Regions from separate parts of the Gasterosteus aculeatus genome. Here region 1 is linked to region 2. Evidence: chromatin contacts called from public Hi-C data. All regions are on one chromosome and are shown on one strand. Each heading gives the region's core, a stretch centred on a gene start, on an enhancer-like site or on the middle of the called end of the contact. The rest is flanking DNA. Distances are from core to core; before and after follow the strand shown.

Region 1 (4,055 bases), core at 1,405-3,904, 39 kb after region 2:
ACACACACACACACACACACACACACACACACGCACACGCGATGCACCACCACAAGCCTGTTGGTTTGCTGGTAAAAACTAACTTTGGCAGAGATACGATGTCTCGTGGGCATGAGGTCCCGCTTCGAAATACATCGAGTGGACACTTTGGATGGTGGAATCGACACTATCAGGGTTGTGCGTTTGTTTGTTAATGAAGGGAAATTATGTAAAAATGGAAAGTGGCTACGTGGCTTTATTTGTATTTCTGTGTTTCTCTACCTCTACCTTTTCTCTACCTATATGAGCGGTTGTACTGTCAGCATTGACTGACATTCACTGGTTTATTCACGGGTTCTGCTGCGTCTTTTTCCCCCGATTATTTCTAAGCAGATTTCCTAAGAGACAACGATGACGCCCCCCGGGAGGTACGAGTCGCTGAGCGAAATCAACGTGTGTTTCATGCCCGTCTGTTGAGATTCGTCTGAATTATGACTCACACTCGCGGTACACTCTGTCTCACCTCAGCCCCCCCCCCCCCGCTCCTCCCTTTCAACCCCTCCACGGCGGCTGAAGGTCCCCGTGCACTACACGCCGCGTCCAAATGCTTCCACATGCTCAAAAGGCCGGGACGAGGAGCTGCATTTTCGTGTGGGGGCGAAAAAGATGAATATTTTACTCCGAGACTAAAAAAAGACATGCTGGTATAGAAAGCAGCTATCGCCATGGCAACCGTAACAAGTTTAAGATAACAGCGTTTCACGCATTCTGAGGGAGGCGCCTTTAATTACGTTTATCCATTAGACGAGGTCGCACAACGGGTTGAGGGACGAAAGCGTCGGCCCGGCGGCTGTGAGAAGTGGTTCTACGTGAACGAACACAACTTTCATTACTTATGAAGTGTGCTCTCGCTCGTCACAAACGCAATGTGTGCCCGCAGGACGTCCGGAGGGTTGGTGAAGCTTCTTTTTCGGTTGTTCATTCGTTGCACGTTTGTTAGTTCATGATCAGCGTGACGATTCTGAAAGATTTCCCTAAACTGATTTCGCTGCTTTCTCTCATCTTTAATTTGGCCCAAGAGCAACACATCAGTTTAGAGGGAATCCGTCAAAAACTCACAGACATCTGAAAAGAGGCTTCAACTAAACATCACAAAGGCAAACATTTTGGAGCCAATTTGGGGGTTAGTAAAAGTTATAATATTCGTTTGAAATGCAGTGGAAACACTTGATTCTACTCAAGTTATGTCCCCAATTCGGGAACAAGTGTGATGATCAGAGCCAAAGAACTGGAGACTCTGAGCTTGTGTCCTTGATCGTGGCCGTTTTGAGAGTTTTGCAGGTTGAATGACATGAAGTTTCAATCACACAAATTACACCAAACCAGCAATCGTACAGTTTGCGTTGGTGACATTTGGCCCACATCTGTTGGGCCTTTATCAGGCAAATAGTAAAGAAACTGAGTTCTCTCTGCACTTGTAATGACATAAGTGTTCAGTTCACACCCTGTGGGTTTGGACACTCTGAGACTTGTCCTCCGTCCAAACGTTGCTCTCGATGTCGGAAAGGTTCAAAGCTCAGTTGTGAAACCCGATCAGAGACAAAGGGCCGTAAATTATTAAAAGACCGTCTTCCAGTGAGTGTCGGGGTGGGGTTAGCTCCAGGTCGCAGGCCCGAAGGGGACGAGGAGATTTATGTACTGTGCTGCTCGCGGCTGGCGGAGGTTCCTCTCCCACGGACGGTTGTCCCGGAGTGGAACGCCAACATCTGGACAGATCACACAGTGAACGTGTCACCACGAGGCTCCTCCGTAAATGCCAAATCCAAATAGTTCACTGCATCCTGGCACTATCTAACTATTTTGCTCGAGATACGTGGGGTTTATTGGTTTTATCTGATTGGTAGACAAAGTGTTATGTAACATGTGAACAGCAGTCTATCGCTGCCATCATGTGGTCATTAATATGACCTGCACTCATGTCAGAACTTGCTATTCTGATTGGCTGTTGAATATCTACTAATTAACATTAACAACAGTAACATACACATAAAAAAATGAAGCTCTTTCTGCAAATGAACCCAATGTGTGTAAAAAGCATAATGCGATATGGGTCTTAGTGCGTTACGTAAGCGCGCGCACACACACACACACACACACACACACACACACACACACACACACACACACACACACGGGTTGAGATAAGACGAGGCTGTTGATTAGGGTTAGGGCACGATAAACTGAACAACCTCTCATGCACTTATGCATTATATTATCCCCTGCACGTCTATGGCCGACATCTCATCCAGCTGCAGCAAACGGCGTTGTGTATGTAGAGGGCCGGTTATGGTGACACAGTCAAGGGTTGCGTTGATTCGCACCTTCTTAAACCGCCCCTTTTATTGCCTATTCAACAGAGTCGTCTGATTCTACTCTTAGCTCACAACACAGCTGAGTGCATCGCCGACCCCCAGAAACGGCGCCGCGCCAAAAGACACATCTGGGGAAAATATTCTTCCTCCTGCGTTCTAATAAATGTAAGTAAAAAGTACAATATTTACAACAACAAAAAAATGATATAACCTACTGAAGTACCAGGATGAAAGTGGACAGTTTGTGTAATTCCACATGCAGTACACAGTAGTTCCCTCACTAGAGGGAGTACTTGCCTTTCATATTGCTGTCTGAATATTCCACAAAGTAGGATATCCCCGATGACAAGGCCCTTGTATTGCGATTGTCTTCTCCATGTCATTGTCTCCGTCTCTGCCCTCAGTTTGACCCCCTTCGACGGTTCCCCCTGAGCTGTGCCGCGAACGTAGATAGATGTTCCGCCGGCGGGCTCGCGCCGCCGCCTGCCGACAGAGATAAGGAATCAGACGCCGCAGGGCGAACGCGGACCTCCATCCATCTGAAAGGAGAGGCGTCGTGCTCTCAGAAATAAACGCTTTGAGCAATATTGTTTAACTGCAGCATGAGCGCCGCTCGGGAGGGCGAGAAGATCCAAAAGCTCCTCAGGAGTGAACCTGGATTGGAGGCGCTCGTGTGGCGTGCGACGCTGGGACTGAATGATGAATGCTGGGTGTTTTTCTGGAGCTCCCGTCACAGCTTTTTTCATGCTGTTGTGATGAATTATTCTGTTTTTGTCCTCTTTTCAGGGCCGGATTGATTGACCTCCGTCACATCTGGTGTGATTAGGCCCGTGTGATGGAGGGAGCTGCAGCCATTTCACCGCAGGGTCTCCAACGACGCCTCCAGGAGTTGGTTCAGCGACTGAACGCCGCTTTGACTAGATGTTCATTATCTTTGTATGTGGCAGGTTTATGACAAACAGAGAAGAACGAGTAAAAACGAATGAAGAAACACAATCAATCGAAAAGAATTGGAACACCTACACACAAGCAAGGAATAGCAAACACAAAGCCCAAAGCACGGTTTCATATACTCACATTCCAAAACAAATACACAAATAAATACTAAAGAATTGGACAAAATCATGGAAACAAACCAAATAATCACAAAAAGAAATAAGCTTAAATGAAGCACATTCACACACAAACAAACACACACTCGTGGAAAAACAAATAAGTTGAAACGCAGCATGCTGAGGGAACACAAGCGCATTTTAGCGTGTCATATGTGTCATGGGTCAGACGCTTTGGCCCTGTATTACTTACGTATTCATCTGTTATTGGATTTTCTTAGATATTTGTATTAATAAACAGATATTACTGCTGAGGGGATGAATCTTTGAAAACTGTTAGTCCTTTCCGGCCCCGTGTGTGTGAAGACAAGTCCACATTTTAACACGTTTTCCAGCTTCATTAGCGTCTGGATGCACACTATAAGCCAGGATGAGCCACAGTTCATCCTTTCACATCAGCTCAATAATTATGTCTTGGCCTCCTCATCCCCTCGATCAATGGTGAGTGGGAGCCGTCCGAGCATCGGGACAAAGGGGGCATCGATCACTTGGAAGTGCGTGTGGTGATAAACCAGCTAACGACGGGTTGGTGCTGAAGGTGCGTCTCCTCGTGAAGCGTCATTCAGAGAGAAAAGGTCCACGTCGTCATGTG
Region 2 (4,203 bases), core at 723-3,222:
GAACCCAAATAAAAAATGTGATGCCGACACATGGAAACAGTGAAGTTCTGTGCAGTGTCCAAATAGACAACATTTGGAGAACAGTGTTATGTTTAATAATTAATGTCTCCCTAGCTTACAAAAAAAGGTATTAGATTAGAAAATAGACAGTAGATGTGGGGCCCCTGTGTGCTGCAGGGCTCCTGCATGAACACGATTCACCACACAGAATGACGCTGTTCATCGGGGGCCTCATCGGAGTCTAAATATCAGCCGCCGTAACCGTCTCCAGTGACGATCCCGACCGCCACGAGGAGTAAACAACCGGCTCTCGGCTTCGAGCGACATGCATTTTAATTTGGGGGGCGTCGCGTTCAGACAAGAGTCGATCTTGATCCGCCCAAACGTTCCAACGGGAGCCACCTGATACTTAATTTACGAAGCTGTATCACGCCGTGCAACGTGATACAGGTGCGTCGCCGCGGCAACCGGTATCACGAAAAGGACAGCAGATGGTGTTTTCAATAAAGAATTGGAGCTGATGGGCAAATCAGCGGAGCGGGGGAGTCCGCGGCGCATTTAAAATATTACATTAACAACAACAGGGCCGAGACAGAGGGGGGGGGGGGGGGGGGGGGGCGGGGTGGTGGTGGTGGTGGTGTTCTCGCTGCCACGTGCACAGTCATGAGCCCGATCCCTCACCGGACGCCCGAGCGGGACGACTTCATCCCGATAAATGCATCGGTGGCGTGGCGGCCATTAAAAAAAAAACACCCGGCGGGGGGGGAACATTTTCTTCTTTTACGTGTGCAGACTGAGGCCTTTTGGGTGCCGTCACATGCACGTCCCTCCTCGCCGCAAACAAGGCCGACCTCTGTCGAGAGCTCCAGCCCGGCGGGGCCGTGCCTGTGAGTGCAGCCGCTGTCATCCTTCCACGCTCGAAAAACAATTTCACGTTGTCGTTTGTGGGTCCGCTGACATGAAAATCAATCACAGGGGAGGTTGAATCAGCTGTTTAAAAGAAGCGATGGTTTGGCCTGCACGGACGCCTGTAGGGGAATAAACTCTTTACGGCCGACGTGACGTTCTGCGGCACCACGTGGGGGTCAAACCGTTTGATTGCAGTTTGCAGAGCAGAACGCCAGCATGTGCCAGTCCAATAATAGATATTTCCTCTTCTGGATAATATTCTTATGCAACAGTGTCATACACTAAGTCACTGCATTTCAGCTGTATACAGTGCCGTTGCAGCTAAATCACCAGGACATCGGCCATTACAATAATGACTAACGATATTGTTAGCCATTATGCTAACTGTGGGGGAGTAGCCGCCTGTGTTGGGTCAGACATCGGGAGCAACCGTTGGAAATGATGCTCGCGCAGCACGCTCTCATATGCTTCAGTTTAATTCCTGACTATTAATCTCATTTAATAGCTCCCCTAAATCTTCCGTCAGCCGAGGGAGTCGTCTTTGAATTGTAGAAGTTAAATTTCCCCTTGACTTCCCCCCTTCGTTTTCTCTGAAAATGGACACAATTCAGATTCATGACGAAAGCCGCGAGATTTTCCCACCAGAAAGCTGCAACACACGGCCGCTGAACGGACCCAGAGGTCAGATCCGAGATGACATGGAGGCCAAGTCCTTCAAGTGTTTCAAATAAATAAAAATGATGAATTAAGCCGGCCCTGTGAGACAACGTGCACCGGCTGCTGCTGTCAACCCCGAAGACGAGAAACAGAGCAGACAGATCCGCAGTCTGCACACGATGATTTAGCCTGGATCAGTACCAGGATTTCAGCTTCATTACATTTACATCACCACTCGCCGCTGCTACACCCTGATTTCCCGTGTGTGTGTGTGTGTGTGTGTGTTGTTCGCAGCGGAGGGTGTGTGTGTGGGGGGGGGGGGGGGGGGTCTGGTGGGGAGAAACGGTGTATTGGCAGGATGTCTATGGAATTGAGCGTAAAGGTCTTACCAGAGGAGGTGGTGATGTCTGACTCCAGGCAGCGCAGAGGAGCAGCTGAGCTCCCCGAGAGAAACACCTACACGCACACGCACACACACGCACGCACGCACGCACACACACACACACATGCACACAGAGAGAGAGAGAGAGAGAGAGAGAGAGAGCAGAGTCAAGCTAATGAGCAGTTGAGATGAAAATGGCAGCAAAGCTACAGAAAAACAGTTTGTCCTCTGGAAGGCTAGAAAACAATCGCTCAATCTAAAAGCTTCTCGCTGGTCGAGGGACAATAGATAAAGAACACACGTGCTTTTTATGTCCAGTGGGGCGAGTGCGAGCGACAGGATGTTGTTGGATCACTACATCCGGCTAAGATGACCTACATGCAACACAACCCTCAACACAGCAACTCCCACAGTGGCTTTAACGTGACCTCCGGTAGTGGACACGTGTGGTTACCACCATAAATACTGAAGGGGCGGAGGAATGCCAGTGGGAGCACTTTCTTTCCCCTCTCGGACCCTCAAATAGGTTCAAACCGTATTGTCCGTGTGTGTGTGTGTGTGTGTGTGTGTGTGTGTGCGCGTCAGAAGAACGGCATCTCAGCAGGAAATGTGCAATTGATAAAACAACTTCTCCAAAACAACATGTGCAGAGACGCAGAAACGCTTGGCTTGGAATCGGAGACGAGGGTTTTGCCAAAAAAACATTGGAGTTAAGAAAGAAGAAGGAGAATAAAAGGACGGGGGGGGGGGGATTCGCCTGCGAGAGTGAGAAAGCAAAGCATTTGTTTGTGCCATTAGTGGGCTGGTCATCTCCGACAGGGAGCAATCACGTGTAATCAGACTTAATGGGCACTCGGGGGGGGGGGGGGGGGGGGGCGCACACACACACACACACACACACACACACACACGTGCGCGCAGATGACTCGACGGCGCTCCATCGTCTGGATTGTTGTTTTAATTACGCCGTCTATAACAGCACATCATAATTAAGTCCCATTTGTGCGTAATGCTGATTTTCACATTCTCCTCAGGTCTGATTTGCATTATTTCGCTTGCAGAGTCCCAGCGGGTTAAAGCTCGAGTTTAGCCTCCTCCGGCTCTCCAGCAACACTTCTTAAAAATCGTAGAAAAACTAGTTTCTAGTGCTCGTTAAAGAGCCACCTCCTTTATTATTTGTTTCTGCGGCCCTGGTTCTGCTTCAGACACATCACATGTAATATATTAAAATACAAAATACATGTAGATAAAAGTTGCAGAGTGGATCTGGATCTGGTGTGCACACACACACACACACACACACACACATACAGGGCTTTAGAAAAAATATGCTACACAATCCTACCACACACTCCCACTCATCAACACGTATATGATGCAATAAGCCAAGACCGCAAACTTGTCGAACAAAATGCAACCATGTCTGTGATTAGTGCTGCACTTAAAACTCCACAAGGCCCCCTTTCAGAATCCGATGCAGACGCACACACACACTTCCACGCTGTGGACAGTGGTTTTTAAATGCATCATATTGGGGTGTGAGAAACACTTAACAGAAGCAACAGAATGCGCTTCCAAATTCATTCTGCGAAGAGCGGACCTCCTGAAGTTGACCCAAAATTACGAAAGAACAAACAACGAAATGCACGAATCCTTTTCCCTCCGGCACAGTAAAGAGAGCTGTTCATATCAGCGCACAAAAGTCACCATGTCACAATATAAACATGCAACACAACGATACAAGCAGCTGCTATTATGGACGGCATTTGACTTTCGTGCATGTTTTATGAACGCCGATGCGGCGGATTTGACTCTTTGAAAGGCGTCTTCGGTGGTGGATTTGGATCAGTGGCGTAACACTGGTTTAAAAGCCCTTCCCAATCTCACAATGACATCATCGTCAATGGAGTCGCTAAGCCCACAGAGCGAATGACAGGAGACAACTTCACTCGTCAACCCCCCTAAATCAATGATGCAGTACTAAAACATTCAGATTGCGATGCGGTTATCCGGAAATGTGTGTGGATGTATTTTGGTGAAGGGAGACAAAGAGAAAAAAACAAAAACAAAAAAACAACAACACCCTCTGATCCCGTCTCACTCAGTTTCCATGGCGATTTGAGTTATATTTGAAATTGTGACGCACGTTCCCAGCATCCACCTTGGCTGTTAGTCTCCATCCTTTCCAGTGCAGTGAGCCGAGAGCACGAAAGGTTCAGGCCGAGGGAGAGTGAGCGAAAATGGCTTTCGGGCCC

Evidence for each region. A called contact is a pair of places that touch in the nucleus more often than the background predicts.
Region 1: a contact with region 2 is called in a Hi-C map of tail fin, with 5 times the contacts expected there. The contact joins two enhancer-like sites. A contact is called at or near these places in 4 of 6 Hi-C or Micro-C datasets (liver, skeletal muscle, tail fin and 1 more).

The regions. Positions count from the first base shown.
Region 1 is chr10:14,676,972-14,681,026 of fGasAcu3.hap1.1, forward strand. No RefSeq gene overlaps it. Among protein-coding and RNA genes, the nearest start is that of LOC120826048, 6.4 kb to the right of the region's middle. Within about 2 kb of position 2,655, at least 6 of the 9 cell types and tissues checked have open chromatin away from gene starts, as enhancers often do.
Region 2 is chr10:14,639,014-14,643,216 of fGasAcu3.hap1.1, forward strand. It overlaps thrb (thyroid hormone receptor beta), which reads right to left. Exons shown (of 11, transcript XM_040188472.2): 2 at 1,956-2,022. Among protein-coding and RNA genes, the nearest start is that of thrb, 28 kb to the right of the region's middle. Within about 2 kb of position 1,973, at least 2 of the 9 cell types and tissues checked have open chromatin away from gene starts, as enhancers often do.